3 separate regions of the Mus musculus genome follow, and all the other regions are linked to region 2. A link is a contact called in public promoter capture Hi-C data. All regions are on one chromosome and are shown on one strand. Each heading gives the region's core, a stretch centred on a gene start, on an enhancer-like site or on the middle of the called end of the contact. The rest is flanking DNA. Distances are from core to core; before and after follow the strand shown. Region 1 holds the start of Ero1b (endoplasmic reticulum oxidoreductase 1 beta). Region 2 holds the start of Mrpl32 (mitochondrial ribosomal protein L32). Region 3 holds the start of Heatr1 (HEAT repeat containing 1).

What was found. Promoter capture Hi-C pulls out the DNA fragments that hold promoters and counts their contacts. Capture Hi-C pulls out chosen DNA fragments and counts their contacts.
Region 1: a promoter capture Hi-C map of liver shows a contact between it and region 2, with 2.7 times the contacts expected there. The contact joins the promoter of Ero1b here to the promoter of Mrpl32 in region 2. A contact is called at or near these places in 4 of 39 promoter capture datasets (liver, neutrophils and pre-B cells), 2 of 484 Hi-C or Micro-C datasets (B cells and CD4 T cells) and 2 of 9 other capture datasets (adipose tissue and liver).
Region 3: a promoter capture Hi-C map of pre-B cells shows a contact between it and region 2, with 4 times the contacts expected there. The contact joins the promoter of Heatr1 here to the promoter of Mrpl32 in region 2. A contact is called at or near these places in 3 of 39 promoter capture datasets (liver and pre-B cells), 4 of 484 Hi-C or Micro-C datasets (B cells, CD4 T cells and pre-pro-B cells), 2 of 115 datasets of contacts at active chromatin or transcription factors (astrocytes and cardiomyocytes) and 2 of 9 other capture datasets (adipose tissue and liver).

The regions. Positions count from the first base shown.
Region 1 is chr13:12,564,356-12,569,037 of GRCm38.p6, reverse strand. Ero1b (endoplasmic reticulum oxidoreductase 1 beta) reads right to left here and starts at 3,155. Exons shown (of 16, transcript NM_026184.2): 1 at 2,860-3,155. The coding sequence starts at 2,961.
Region 2 is chr13:14,610,661-14,615,368 of GRCm38.p6, reverse strand. Mrpl32 (mitochondrial ribosomal protein L32) reads left to right here and starts at 2,332. Exons shown (of 3, transcript NM_029271.2): 1 at 2,332-2,477; 2 at 3,765-3,946; 3 at 4,629-4,708. The coding sequence starts at 2,351. Psma2 (proteasome subunit alpha 2) reads right to left here and starts at 2,127. Exons shown (of 8, transcript NM_008944.2): 1 at 2,054-2,127. The coding sequence starts at 2,094.
Region 3 is chr13:12,391,983-12,396,862 of GRCm38.p6, reverse strand. Heatr1 (HEAT repeat containing 1) reads right to left here and starts at 1,488. Exons shown (of 45, transcript NM_144835.4): 1 at 1,393-1,488; 2 at 950-1,123; 3 at 225-441. The coding sequence starts at 1,091.

The sequences.
Region 1 (4,682 bases), core at 1,906-4,405, 2.0 Mb after region 2:
CAACCATCATAAGCCGGGGGCTATTTGTATCTGATTCAAGGTACCTAGTGCCTTGTGGCTTGTGATAACTTTTTTTGGCACGCTCCTAGCTGTTTACTCCACTGGACACTATCTCTGAAATCTCTTAAGTCCTTGAGTTGAAAACACACTTCTCTAGGAGGAACGGATATTTGCTCTCTCTGGTAACCTGGGCTTGCTGTGAATTCCACTTCTAGCCAAAGCTCATCCTAGCACGAGTGATACAGAGTAAGCCTGAAAAGGCACGTGAGGGAGGGGCTGCTCACAGTCACAGCTTCTCAGCCGAGTTTTCAGCCCCTTCTTCGTAACTTTTTTCCTTTTCCACAAAATGGGGCTCATTTTCCATTCACACTTACACTAACAATGTATCTCTTTGGGGGTCTCTTATGATTTTTCCATTTTTAGGGAAGACACTGGTGTTATTTCTTACCAATTCTACCTCCACGAAGCTGTGAGACTAAAAGCTTGGTCTTCAGGTTTAAAAGAAACAAATCCTCCGGGTAGTGGAATGAGTCCCACATTTCTGACCTCCATTTAGTGGGGAGCTCTGTGTTCCTTGATTTCATGCCACCTCAGATGGGCATTTTAAAGGGTTTCAAATATATTTGACAGAAATATCCTTTTACAGGAAAACTGTATGTTAGCATGCCATGAACCATATTTGCATTTCATTTATAAGAAAATGGGGCATCAGATATACAAATGAACATCCTCTCACATAGTCAAAAACATTTTCCTGCTTTCAATATAGAAGGCAAAGTACCTATTTCCTTAAATGACTTTGATTTCTTGTGAACAGAGGTGTTTGTTCAACAATTCTAATTCTTCCTCTTACTTTTACTCTTTCTCCCCCTGCACACCCCGTCCCCCAAGTTTAGGATGCATGAGAAGTAGAGGAACTGTCTATGTTCCACCTTCTGATTGTCTGGTCTCTGTTTTTCTGTCCACTGAAGCAAGTATGCTGATTTGTTAATGCTGGGTAGAGCATAAAGGGCTACATTAGGGCCCCAGTTTATGTAACTTAATAAGCCAATTAAGCTCTCTGAACTTCACTTAACCACCACAGCCTTACACATGATATGTACCAAATAAAATGAGGTAATATATAATTAAACATGTTACAGGTTAAAGTGCTATCTAAAAATGACATCAAAACTGTATTTAGAAGAACAAAATATACTTTTGTAGACAGGCACGGTGTTACTTTGAAATGCACAAATATTTTATTGTTGATATATATATTACAAATATATATCAACAAATAGAATTACAGGTACATTATAAACCACTAATTACATGTGATTATTGGTAGCTAGAGAAACCTTAAGTGAAGCTTCTAGACTAGTGATTTTAAAAGTATACAATTAATTAATGACATATATCAAGCAAGAAAACAAGAAATCAGACTTTATTTAAAAGTTCTAAATGTAAGCTCCACTCAAGTCAAACACTCAAACTAGTAACTACAAAGTAACTTTGCTATTGACAGCCTAGGAAATTTATTTTTTCTAAATCTGATAGATACACCCAGAATCCTATCATAGTGTTTGCCAAGCCTGACTAAAGTATAGTGGAAAGAACAATTGCATCACAGACACTTACAAGGCTTGTTTAAAATTCTGATTCCTTGCTCAGTTCCAGATGGACTCAGCAAGCTCCACGTTTAACAAAAGGTTTCTTTTCCTTTCCCTTTCTTCCTTCTTTTCTCTGACTGGTTCATTGTTTAGTTTTTTGAGAGAGGGTCTTGCTATGTAGTCCTGGCTAACCCAGAATCTCAATATGTAGGCCAGCGTCCAACCTGCGGCAATCCTACTGTTTTTCCTACTGTTTGTGTTTTTTACCCCTGAGAGCTGAGGCTACAGGTGTATGCCACTGTTCCTAGCTGTTTATTTTTATCAAATCATTCAAGAGAACTCACACATGGACACAAACAGAATATTCTTGTATTCTAGGACTTCATGCTGGACACCATAACACCATGAACAAGGCAGAAAAACATGTTTACACGGTTACTCTCACAGTTACCATCATTTTTTTTTCTCTTAGCAATGAGTGTTAATTGCTTCAAACTGCATGCCCCTCATTATCAGGCCATCTGAGACACTTTTGTTTTTCTTCGGTTTTGGCTCTTCGAGCTAGCACTTTGCAGCAGGTGCAGACAAGATATAGCAGCATCTGGCAACCTGTTCAAACCTTCCTCACTAAAAGAGGCAGAGCTAACCTATCTCTTTTCAAGGCAAGAGGCTGTGCTTTGGCTTTCGAGTATGTAGTGAACACTTCAGTAATACCTGCCTAACCAAGGCAACGTCAAAGTCTACCGGACTGTCCAGCCAGCAAGCCTCACTATAGACTTAAGAAGCCCACAGTAGGGGCCTAGGCCCTCCAGTGTCATAACTGGGCTCACCTGGCATGCCACTTTGCATACGTAGGACAGGTGGATAATTATAAAGCGGGTAATGCCTATAGCTATCTCTAGAGCACAAGTTCAAGGAAATGAAGTAATGCCCCCTCTAGCCCAGGAAGAGGATGGAGGGTCTGCCTCCCTGTCATCTGAGGGAAGGATGTCAGAGGTTTGTGTCCCCAACACCTTCACCACTCAAGACTTGTGTCTCCCCGTCACCATCACAAAGATAAAGCCGCTAGCGCTTACTGGCCGTCACCATCTTCCTCTTCCGTAAACCATCACCACGCGTGTCGTGTCCCCGCGCCCGCCGCGCTTTACAGACGTTTCCCGCACTAGCCGGCGCGGTTCTCAATCCCTGGCTGGCCACTCGCACCTGCACCTCGGCCTCTCGGCGACGCCGGCGTGACCCGTCCCCTGCCTTTGGTCCTCGGGCTTACCTGAGTCTTGACCAGACTTGAGAGGAAGCTCAGGGTGACAAGCAGTTGCACCGCGGCCGCCGCCCCCTGCCCAGTAACGGCCCGGCGGAACCCCGGACTCATGGTGACCTCGGCCGCTGCCGTCGCCTCGGCCGATCGGGGCTGGGGAACGACGGCCCGCCGCGACGACGACAGCAGGGGGCAGTGCCTGGGAGCCGGGAGCCTCCAGGACCCGGGGTCTGAGCGCCGGTCTCGGGCAAGGAACACTCTACCGTTCGCAGCAGCAGCGACTGATGTACCAGTGCTGCGCGCCCCCGCTTCATCCCAGGAGGCCCCGCCCCCGGCGTCCTCAGTTATGATCACGCCCTCTGCGCAAAGCCTTCTGGGAGTTGTAGTCCCTGTAGCCCCTTGGGGCCCCCCCACAGTGGGAAGGTCTTGAAAATGGAGAACTACAGGCTCGGAGGTCGCTCTGCCTCCCTGAGGCGGGGCTCCGCGGCGGCCAATGAGGCGGGACCACGAGGCCTCCAAAACACCCAGGAGCAGGCGGGAGAGTGGGTGCTGTTTTAGGGGTTGGCCTGAGGTGGTGGAACCTCTGTTTCGTCGCTCTGAGAAACAAGACTGTCCACCCCCATCCCCGCAGGTCTTCAGGCACTATGCCAATAGCTCTTTGTCACCGCTTGACCTACTGGGGCCAGGATTTTCTCGCCAGGCCGGCCGAATCTTTGACTTGCTATTCCCAAGAGCTTTCTTTGCCTTTTTTCTCACCTCTGCAGCTACCTAAAACCACCTGGCATCTTGTCAGGAAGTCTTCAGCACCTCCTTCATGTCACATGCCCCAGAAGTATCATTGCTTGGTGTCTCCACTACTCCTCTACCAACACCAGAAAATCTATAATACATTTTAAAGGATGAAGGAAAACCCCAGTCTATACAGTGAAAAACGAAGAATCGGGATAAACGCACAGAAAAGCTTAAAGGGACATAGACTATCCCAAATGTAACACATTCTAGATGGTTTTGTGGTCTTAATTACACCTCAAATATTGTTCTGGGATTATGTAAGGTTATGTACATAAGCTTCCTGTAGTCCCTAGCAAATAAGTGATCAATTAATGGTAATCGCTAACTTTACCGATATTCCTGAGTTATAGGAAACTTACATTCAGTAGTATGTATCAATTTGTCATTGTTGATGTAACAAATGACCAGAAGGGTAGTGATTGAAAACAACCCCAATGTATTATCTTACATTCTGGAAGCCAGAAAACTAAAACAAACTGCATCCATTTGGAATATTCTAGAGAATAATGTTTCCTTGCTTTTTCTAGCTTCTATGGCCAATCAAATTCCTAGATTCAGGACCTCACATGACACAGTGGCATAGCCTGCTTTTGTCGTCTGTGCTTTCTGACCCTATCTCTCTTGTGTCCCTACATATAAAGACTTTCGATTGCATGGTGCTCACCCGGATAACCCAGGCAATTTCCTGATCTCAAAATCCTTAATCACATCTTCAAAATCTCCTCTGGCCTCTCTGGTAACATGAGAACATTCGCATCCATGATTCCATCTAGACCCACTGCATGATCTGTAGGGTCAGCCAGAAATGAAAGTCCAGGGGAAATGAGAAGACTTTTAAGGCGGAGACAACAGAACAATAAACCAGTCCAAGACCCTGGAACTTCACAGGCCATCTTCCCATGTCACCAGCTCCCTTTTCTCCACATAGCTAACAGAGAACTGTGTGCGACTTGCTTCTCAAAGCTGCCTTTCTATGCTCTTCATCGCTCTGCGCTTTGGGTATGCATGGGACTTTCCTCAGGTCCCTTTGTGCTGCAATTGGC
Region 2 (4,708 bases), core at 1,083-3,582:
AAGGCATCCTTAGTTACTGGCCATTTGAAGCCAGCCTGGGTCACCAATAATTCTGACACAAAAAGAAATTAAATAACTAATAACTTAAAAACTCAGTCCCTCACGATCTATGTCCATTTGTCTCAGCTATAATGAAACCACTTAGGACCGACCGTATTTGTTTTGTTTACAAATATAAGCGACTACCATGCAAAATTTAGTCTCTGTCAATTATATAATGAAATCATTTGCTAAGGAATTTAATGGAATTCATTTAAAGATTTCAAAATAATAACATTAACTCACTTCTTATGTGAAACTGTAAAGGGCAATTCTCAAAAGATAATATATTGTAACAAAAAGTCTATTAATTGTTTTCAAAACCAACAAGGTTTGAGTCCTGATTTACCTATTTGTGGACAACCTTGAAAAAGTTCAATTGTCCAGGTTCATCTATAACTCATTATACATAGGTGGTAATGGAAAAACCACTACTAGTTACTGTTATATTCAACAAGTAGATCCTGGCTGCCTTCAGCTGTCAGTCCTTAAGAAAATGGTCAACTGGAGGGCATCATCCTGAGTGAGGTAACACATTCACAAAGGAACTCACACAATATGTACTCACTGATAAGTGGATATTAGCCCAAAACCTAGGATACCCAAGATATAAGATACAATTTGCTAAACACATGAAACTCAAGAAAAATGAAGACTGAAGTGTGGACACTATGCCCCTCCTTAGAAGTGGGAACAAAACACCCTTGGAAGGAGTTACAGAGAGAAAGTTTGGAGCTGAGATGAAAGGATGGACCATGTAGAGACTGCCTTATCCAGGGATCCACCCCATAATCAGCATCCAAACGCTGACACCATTGCATACACTAGCAAGATTTTATCGAAAGGACCCAGATGTAGCTGTCTCTTGTGAGACTATGCCAGGGCCTAGCAAACACAGAAGTGGATGCTCACAGTCAGCTAATGGATGGATCACAGGGCTCCCAATGGAGGAGCTAGAGAAAGTAGCCAAGGAGCTAAAGGGATCTGCAACCCTATAGGTGGAACAACATTATGAACTAACCAGTACCCCGGAGCTCTTGACTCTAGCTGCATATGTATCAAAAGATGGCCTAGTCGGCCATCACTGGAAAGAGAGGCCCATTGGACACACAAACTTTATATGCCCCAGAACAGGGGAACGCCAGGGCCAAGGAGGGGGAGTGGGCGGGTAGGGGAGTGGGGGTGGGTGGGTATGGGGGACTTTTGGTATAGCATTGGAAGTGTGAATGAGCTAAATACCTAATAAAAAAATGGAAAGAAAAAAAAAAAAAAAGAAAGAAAATGGTCAAAACACAGTCCTTTGTCTAAGTTCATCCATGATGGTTTTTTCTTAAACAGGGAACAATAGTTCCCCTTAACTGCACTTTGAGAAAATATATATAACTCTTTAATTCTTTCTCCCAAAACATAAGGGTCTAAAATCGTTTTAAAGCAATTTGTTAGTGGATCAAGCAAAATACAGAGGTTATCAGTTTGCATGTGCCACAAAAACTTGACAGGAAATCAGCGCCTTCATTTTATACTTCTTAAGCTTCTACAGGAGCACAGGCGAAACCGAAAGCAGTGTGAGCTTCAAAGCACATCGCTGCTAAACAGAGACTAAAACTAAGATTTAACAGCAAATAAGGATCTCCCAAAAGAAAAAGGACGTCTCACACGTCCCATAAGGAGTCTGGGTTTACAAAGCTCTCGCTCAGGCCTAGCCGGGCCAGTAAAGAAATCCTGGACCTGAAGAGAGCAGCTGAAAACAGACTATCTCAAAGCACCCTTCTCCTAGTCTAGAAGGAGAGCCAGTGCTTAGTGCTTGGCTTGGGGCCTCCCGTCCCTCGGCCCGCAACACGGCCGGCCTCAGCCAGGGCCCAGGCCTGGCACGGAACATGACTCTGCAAAGCTACGAGTCCAGCTCCGTCACCGTGCACTCCTACGCAAACACCAGCCAGGTCCGACACACGGGACCATGTCTGGGGCGCTCCTGTGATCTGCGACGCATGGAACCTGCGGGTCCCCCGAATACCTGAATGTAGTCAGCGAGAAGCTGTAACCGCGCTCTGCCATCTTTACCCGGAAAGTCGGAACACAGCCACGCACATGCGCAGTAAGTATGCTTCCTTTAATTTTTTTTTTCTTCTTTGCTCTGATTGGAGGAGAGTCACCTAGGGGTAGCTGGGAGTTGGAGTTTTTGGATCACAGCGGTCTTTGACCCTTGCGCATGCGCAAGAGGGGCCTGCGCATGCTCTGAGCGAGGAGGCGGGGAAGTGGGCGGACTTAACGCATGCGCTCAGCCCGCGTCCCGCTCTGTCTTGAGAAGATCATGGCTCCTTCGTTGCTGCTGCTTTCACTACCATGGCCGGTGCGTCCCGGACCGCTCCAGAGGTGCTGGGAGCTGCTACAACGGCAACTGCAGCAGAGCTGGAGTCGCTTTGTCAGTCCTCCGTGGGGTCCGTAAGGAGAGAGTTCGTGGAAAGAGGGTTGGTGAGGGCTTCCGGGTTGTAGCGTGGTTTTTGGTTGGTTGATTGGTTCGTTATTTTATTTGTTTGTTTGTTTATTGGTTATTTATTTATTTATTTATTTATTTATTTATTTATTTATTTATTTATTGAAACTGTCACCGTAGCCAGGGTGGTCTAGAACTCACTGTATAGCCCAGGCTAGCTTCGTATTTATTTATTTATTTATTTATTTATTGAAACTGTCACCGTAGCCAGGGTGGTCTAGAACTCACTGTGTAGCCCAGGCTAGCTTCGAGCTCCTGGTATCTTGGGCGTTAAATTTGAGATTGCTGTATTATTTACAGTGTATCGCAAAAGTGATAATGCCCAGTCTGAACAGAGATATATTTTATTATATCTCAAGCGCAGCATAATAAATAATTGTCTCCATGTTCTACCTGAGATAATCATTTCAGTCCATTCGTTGTCTAATAGGCCTGTGCTTGGACAGTTTATGTAGTGGTAAGAAGTCCTAAGAATTGAACGAACGTTCGCAAGTCTGAAGAACATAAGAAAGGGTAAAGAAGTGATCTAAGCAATTTAGAAAAACAAAGGTGAAACACTTGATAATCTCATAAATAATAAATCTTTTCTTAGAACACAGGTTAAGATTAAATATTAAGGAAAAATTTAATGGCTTTAGGAACCTACCAGGTTTAAAGAAAAAGGACCTAACTGGATCAGGATAGTGTGGTACAGATGACCATTGTAGTCATCTCAGTGATGTGAGTGAATGTAGGGAGTCTCGGGATTAGATTACTTGTACACTACTTATTACTGAACTGCAGTGTCCCGGATTATATACGGAGGAAATGCTTAGTAGAGTAGCCTGGCTGCTTTGGTAGCTTGCAATAAGAAAGCATTCCAGTTGAAGTATTTTAAATTGCCTTTTATATGAGCTTTAGTATATTTTAATAGCTGGGGATTATTACTAATGTTTGTTGTGTTTAACATTCAAAACTATTTATGTCAGGCCAGCCATATGGCTCAGTAGTAAAGGACCTTGTTGCTAAGTCTCAGGACCTGGGTCCTAGCCCCATGGCCAGTATGACGTAAGGAGAGAACTAACTCTGAAAGCTGTCCTCTGACCTTACATGTGCACATATACTCACAAACACATATAATTTATAGGTGTGTATATTTAGTGACACTACACATGTTGACTGTTAAAGGAAATAGTGGCTGTATTCATTTAGGAACTCCGAGTTGATTCGGCATCTCTGTTTTGTTTTATAGCACCAGCATTAGCCGTCCAGAGACCATCCATCCTCACAGAGCTAGCACATGATACTTGTGAAAATAAAGAGAATTCCAGCTTTTTAGATAGTATCTTTTGGATGGCAGCTCCCAAAAACAGACGCACCATCGAAGTTAACCGATGTAGGAGAAGAAACCCTCAAAAGCTTATTAAAATTAAGGTAATGTGTGAACGGGTGTAGGTGTGTGCACATACACACTCTCTTCCACAAGTCTAACACTGAATAGCCCGGTATTGTATTTGTGTAGCAGAGAAAACCAGCCTTATAATAGTCTTAGCATCTTGTTTGGCTCATCATGGATAGATACGTAATCTAATTCTTCCTTAATGTTTTAAGATACTCTTAATGAATCATCCCATTGCTTAGATGGGCTCCTTGTTGGTTATTATTTGAAGTTAGAGGACTGATAGAGCTCTTAATTCAAAAGTCAAATGAGATCATTACAAACAATTCTGAAAAAAATCTCCAAACTTCTTGACTATGCTTTTAATTGTTAATGTGGAATTCACTACACTCATATAATGAAAATATTCTACTCAAGCTGGAGATTAGACAAAAGAATTTGAGAATAGTTTACCCATAGGCTATACGAATAAAAATATACCAGATTGGTAAACTTGAGTTTTAGTCCTAATTTTCTTACTAATTTGAACTCAGTGTTGCTATTTTTTTTTTTTTTTTTTTTTGGTTTTCCTGTTAAAATATATTGTTGAACTAGCTAGTATATAGTCTTATGTAGCACGAACATTCTCAGAAAGCTACAATGTCAGCATGTTAGAGTTCTTGCTGGTGATTATGTATTATATTGCTTGTTATTAATATGTTTTTCTTTGTTTTAAAGAACAATATAGACATTTGCCCTGAATGTGGTCACCTGAAGCAGAAACATGTCCTTTGTGGATATTGCTATGAGAAAGTACG
Region 3 (4,880 bases), core at 239-2,738, 2.2 Mb after region 2:
TGTGAGTTTGAGGTCAACCAGAGATACACACTGAGACCATGTCTCAAAAAACAAACAAACAAACAAACAAACCCCCTAAACCCTAAACACACTAGACAGGAACTAATGGCACCCTATTCAAGAAGAGCATGTTCACTTGACATTCTAAACATCATGTTAACCTTTGAAATTTGTGAAAGCAATCTAGCTTACCAAGTGTTGGCAACTAATGAAGGTTTAGCTACCTGTGAATCAGCCATTCCAGACACTTCTGCGCTGGCTTGAGGAGGAAATAAGGAGACAAGTGAAGGAGGAACGATGAAATGTTTTCATCCAGCTGCTTGTTCACTGCTTTGGTCTGGACGCTGCGCTCCAAGCCTTTTGCCAGCTGGCTGAACAATGGCGCTTCAAACTGTTCAAAGGCAGGGTCAATCCCAAGAAGCTCCTCCAGGCCAGTGCATCCTAGGAGGAGAGTCACGTGTAACTTCTTTGTAGGCAAACCCAACAGATACTCTCCTGTTCTCCTCACCCCCAAGCTCATGAACTCTGTTACCATGTGTTAGACACTCTCAAACACTGGCTTTAGTTGTTAACATATAGGATAAATCTGACCCCCACTCACTAGGAGAAAAGAAAGTACTTCATGACAAGAACTCCACCCGAGCCCTTCTTTTTAGTCATTAAAACTACATCTAGTTCTGAAAGTCTCCTCTCACACCACAGTCATTGTCTCGGTTTCTTTACTTTTCTTCCTTTTTACATATTAGTTAGTTTGTGAAATTTCAGATACCATTATTTATAAATACATTCACACATCTAGCAGTATTGCTGTTTCCCACCCCCTTACCAAGAAAACAAGGTACTGCTCGGGAAGCGAACGGGGGGGGGGGCAAGAAAATACAGAACCTCCCCCCCCCCCAACTCCCCGATATCATGCTCTGGGAGCTTTGCTAAGTGAAAGGTGGCTCACCGATGGCAAAGGCGGTGTCCCTGTCGATTGTGGCCGCCTCCTTGGGGTCAAATAACAGAGAGGCAACTTCACGTCTCGATAGGAGGCTGGGATCAGTTTGAGGGAGGGCGAGTCGCTGGAGCTGCTGGGCTAAGGACGTCATCTTGCACGGAGGCGGATGTCTCAAAACACCGGCTAAGAACGAACAGCGTGAAAAGTTTTTAGGAAACGTCAGGCGCCTTAACAGATGGCAGGCCAGGGCTCATGCTCTGGCAATACAGCGCTCAGTCCTTTCGAGGACACAGAAACTTGCTTCCCCGACCCTCCAGGACCCACCACAGCAATTGCGTTAACTACGCCTCCGCAGCACCAGCTTTCCCCAGCTCTGCACCACGACCTCACGGCCCACCCGGCCACCCGTTCCAAGTCACGGCCGCGCCTAGCCGCACCGTGCTCCTCCTCACCCTGAACTCGGAATATCAGCAGGATTAGACAGCTAACAACTCCTCAGATCAGCTCCCACATGGTGCCGGCACTGTCCCGGAACTCTAAAGCACGCCTCATAGGAACTTCCGGCTTCTCACTACGGCAAGAGAAAAGGGACACCTTTGTAGAAAACGCAATACAACGGCCCCGCCTCCGTGACTCTAAGTTCCGCCTATTCAGGCCAGCCATTTAATTCCCCGCCTACTTTCCCCTCTAAGGGCCTGAACCTCAAAGCCCCACCCTCCGCTCGCTCATCCAGTTAAGCTCCGCCTTCCATCCGCACCTCTTTCCAAGACACCACATTTATTCCACGCCCCTCCTTTAAGCTCCACCCTCACGAAAATGTGCTAAGCCACGCCTACAGTACCTCCCCCTTCTTTCCAGAAAGCCACCTATAAGTCCCGCCCCTCCGCTCCTTGGTGCTACAGCTCGCTTCTCTAGGTACCCGACGCCTCGCTCAGTGTTGCTATGTGCCTTCAGGCTTAGGTCTGGGATTCTTTTTCCCCAACCGCCTTTGGGAGCTTTACGGGTGTGTAGCAGGAACCGGTCATTCACGAGATACTTATCCAGCCTGCGAGGGGCTGAAGCGCGGGAAGCCGCGTTTCTAATTCTAATGCTACCCGAGGAGGGCACAAACCTAACGTGAGTTGTAGTTCTCAGTGCAATCTGGTTGCTCTGTAAGTAGTAAACACTCGCTGAACGCAGTTACTGACAACCTTATCACCTTTGCCTTGTCTGCAGTCCTAGGGAGTGGTGTTTTTCTTATTCTGTTATTATTATTATTAGAAACATGACATTTTAATTTTTTTAAGTGAAAATAACTTTTTTCAAGATGGGAGGTGGCGGCTCACTTCTTTAATTCCAGCTCGAGGGAGGCAGAGGCAGTCAGATCTGAATTCGAGGCAAGCCTGATTTGTGGAGTGAGTTTCAGAATATCCAGAGCTGCACAGAGAAACCTTGTCTCAAAAACAAACAAAAAACAAAAACAAAAAATACACAAAACTTTTTTGTTTTCATATTCTGGTTACAGTTTCGTTCCACAACTCTTCCCAGATCCTCCAACACTTCCCCTTCCACCCAAATCCACACCGTTTTTTCTCTTTCTTATTTAGGGTACAAACATACGATGATGACGACGAAGGCGATAGGCAAAATAAAAACAAACATCAGAATAAGACAAAACAAAGAGAAGAAAAAAGTGCCAAAGAAAAAGCTCAAGAAACACATATAGAAAGAGACATACCTGCTTATACACACAGAAAGCTTATAAAAATGCAAAACCAGAAACGGAGATATATACGCAAAGGACCTATAAGGAGGGGAAAAGATGCCCTGACAAAGAATTATGAGGCAAAAAAGGTCCAAAAATGCTACAGAGTTAGTTCAAGTTAGCTCATCTTACATTGTCCATATGGTAATTGGGACCTAGCCTTAGGTTTGCACAGTGAGTTAGCTCCACTGTAGAAAACTGATTTGTGAGTGATTGTCAGTGGGAGATACCTCTGGGTTAGGGACAGGGGCTTGTGTCCTTCCTCTCTCAGTGCTGAAAGCCCATCTGCTCCAGACCTGTGGAAGCCCTGTGCGTGCGTGCTGCCACAGTCTCTTCTGCTGTGTTTGGAAGGTCTTGCTTTCCTGGTGTCTTCCATCCCCACTGGCTCTTTCTATCTTTTTGTCCTCCTCTCCTACCGTCCCCTTTGGCCTCCTTTTTGCCTTCCTGAGGGAGTGGGGGGGGGGATTAGATGGAAACATCATATTTACGACTGAGTATTTGAGGTCTCTCATTCTCTAGACATTACCCAGCTGTGGCTCTCTGTATTTGTTCTCTTCTGCTGCAGGAGGAAGTTTCTCTGGTAGCAGCTAAGCAAGAAATACTGATCTGAGTATAGCAGAATGTCTTTAAGAGCTGTGTGTGTGTGTGTGTGTGTGTGTGTGTGTGTGTGTGTGTGTGTGTGTGTGTGTGTATTTAAAAGTCTCATATATATACTATTGTCTAATATATATATTAGTTCCCTAGCCTATCTGGTCTCAGATTCTTGGCCACTAAGCAGTGTAAGGCATGGAATCCATCTCATGGACTGGCCCTTAAATCCAACCAGGTATTCATTGGTTACTCCTCAACTTTGCGCCATCATTGTACCAGCATAGCTTGCAGGCAGCTCACTGTTATCGATCAAAGGTTTGGTAGCTAGATTGGTCTTTACCTTTCTCTCTAGTAAGCATGCAGTGCACCTCCCAGGACCATTAACACTAGTCAGTAGGTGTGAAGGCTGTTTGTAGGCACCAGCTCGACTTCTCCACGTTCGATGAATTGTGTAGATGTTGTCTGCAGCAATATGGCCTTACAGTCAGTTTGTGGAGAGCAATCAACAGCTTTGGCAATAGCCTGGGTTGTCTGGAGATGCCTATGGGGCCCCTTTGGCTAACAACTTGATTCGATGTAACCCATTCCTGGGACTGGAGACTTCATTTGGTAACGAAAGACATCCAATTGGGGCTCCATTTTCCCATGATTTGGTAATTCCACTTGGATCACCTTCATATATGTCTATATTTTAGAAGTTTCCATACAACCCGTCAAATGGCCCTTAGTTTTAGCTGTCTCTCCCTGTATTTCCTCCCTCACCCCTTTCTTCTCTCTCTCTCTCTCTCTCTCTCTCTCTGATCCTCCTGTTGCAATCCCATCCCACCACATTCTTCCATAACTGTCTATTCTATTTCCCCTTCCTAGGGAGAGCCAACCTACCCTCCCCCAGCCCCTTACTTTATACCTAATCTCTATGTTTGTATAGATGGTAGTCTGCTTATTGAAAAATTAACAGTTAACATCCACATATAAGTGACTATTTACCATTTTTGTCTTTGGGGATCTGGGTTATGATTTGTTTTTTCTAGTTCCATAGATGTTCCTGAGAATTTCACGGTTTCATTTGTTTAACCACTGAGTAATGTTCCATTGTATAAATATGTCACATTTTCTTTATCTCATTCATTCATTGATAGGCATCTAGTGTAGTGATAAGTATAGTGTAGTCTTTATGTCTGGCTTTAAGTAAAATGTATGGTAAAGCCTTTGAGTCTGGCTTTGAGAGAAATGTTTCAGCAAAGCCTTTATGTTTGAGTCAATCAGTAGAGGCTGAGAAATTGTTTTGAGACTGTTTGAACCTTGAAGCACTGTTGTCTCTCTGGAGGGTCTGCACTTGGTGCTATATGAGAGCACTAATCTTGGTCCTGAAGACAGTCCTGGCAAACCTGGAATTCTTACTTTTGATTATGGATTGCCATGATCAAAAGGGACTGAAATTTATATAGGTTGTCTGTTCTCATGGGCAGCAAGGGCAAGATAACTTCGGTAACTGGAGCTTTTTCCAGCCACAATTCACCTTGTATGATGTTTGAATAAAGTAACTGGAGTGAGCTAGCTGGGTGTCAGTCTTTTCTAAGAAGGCTGAATCCCTTTGCTCCTTCA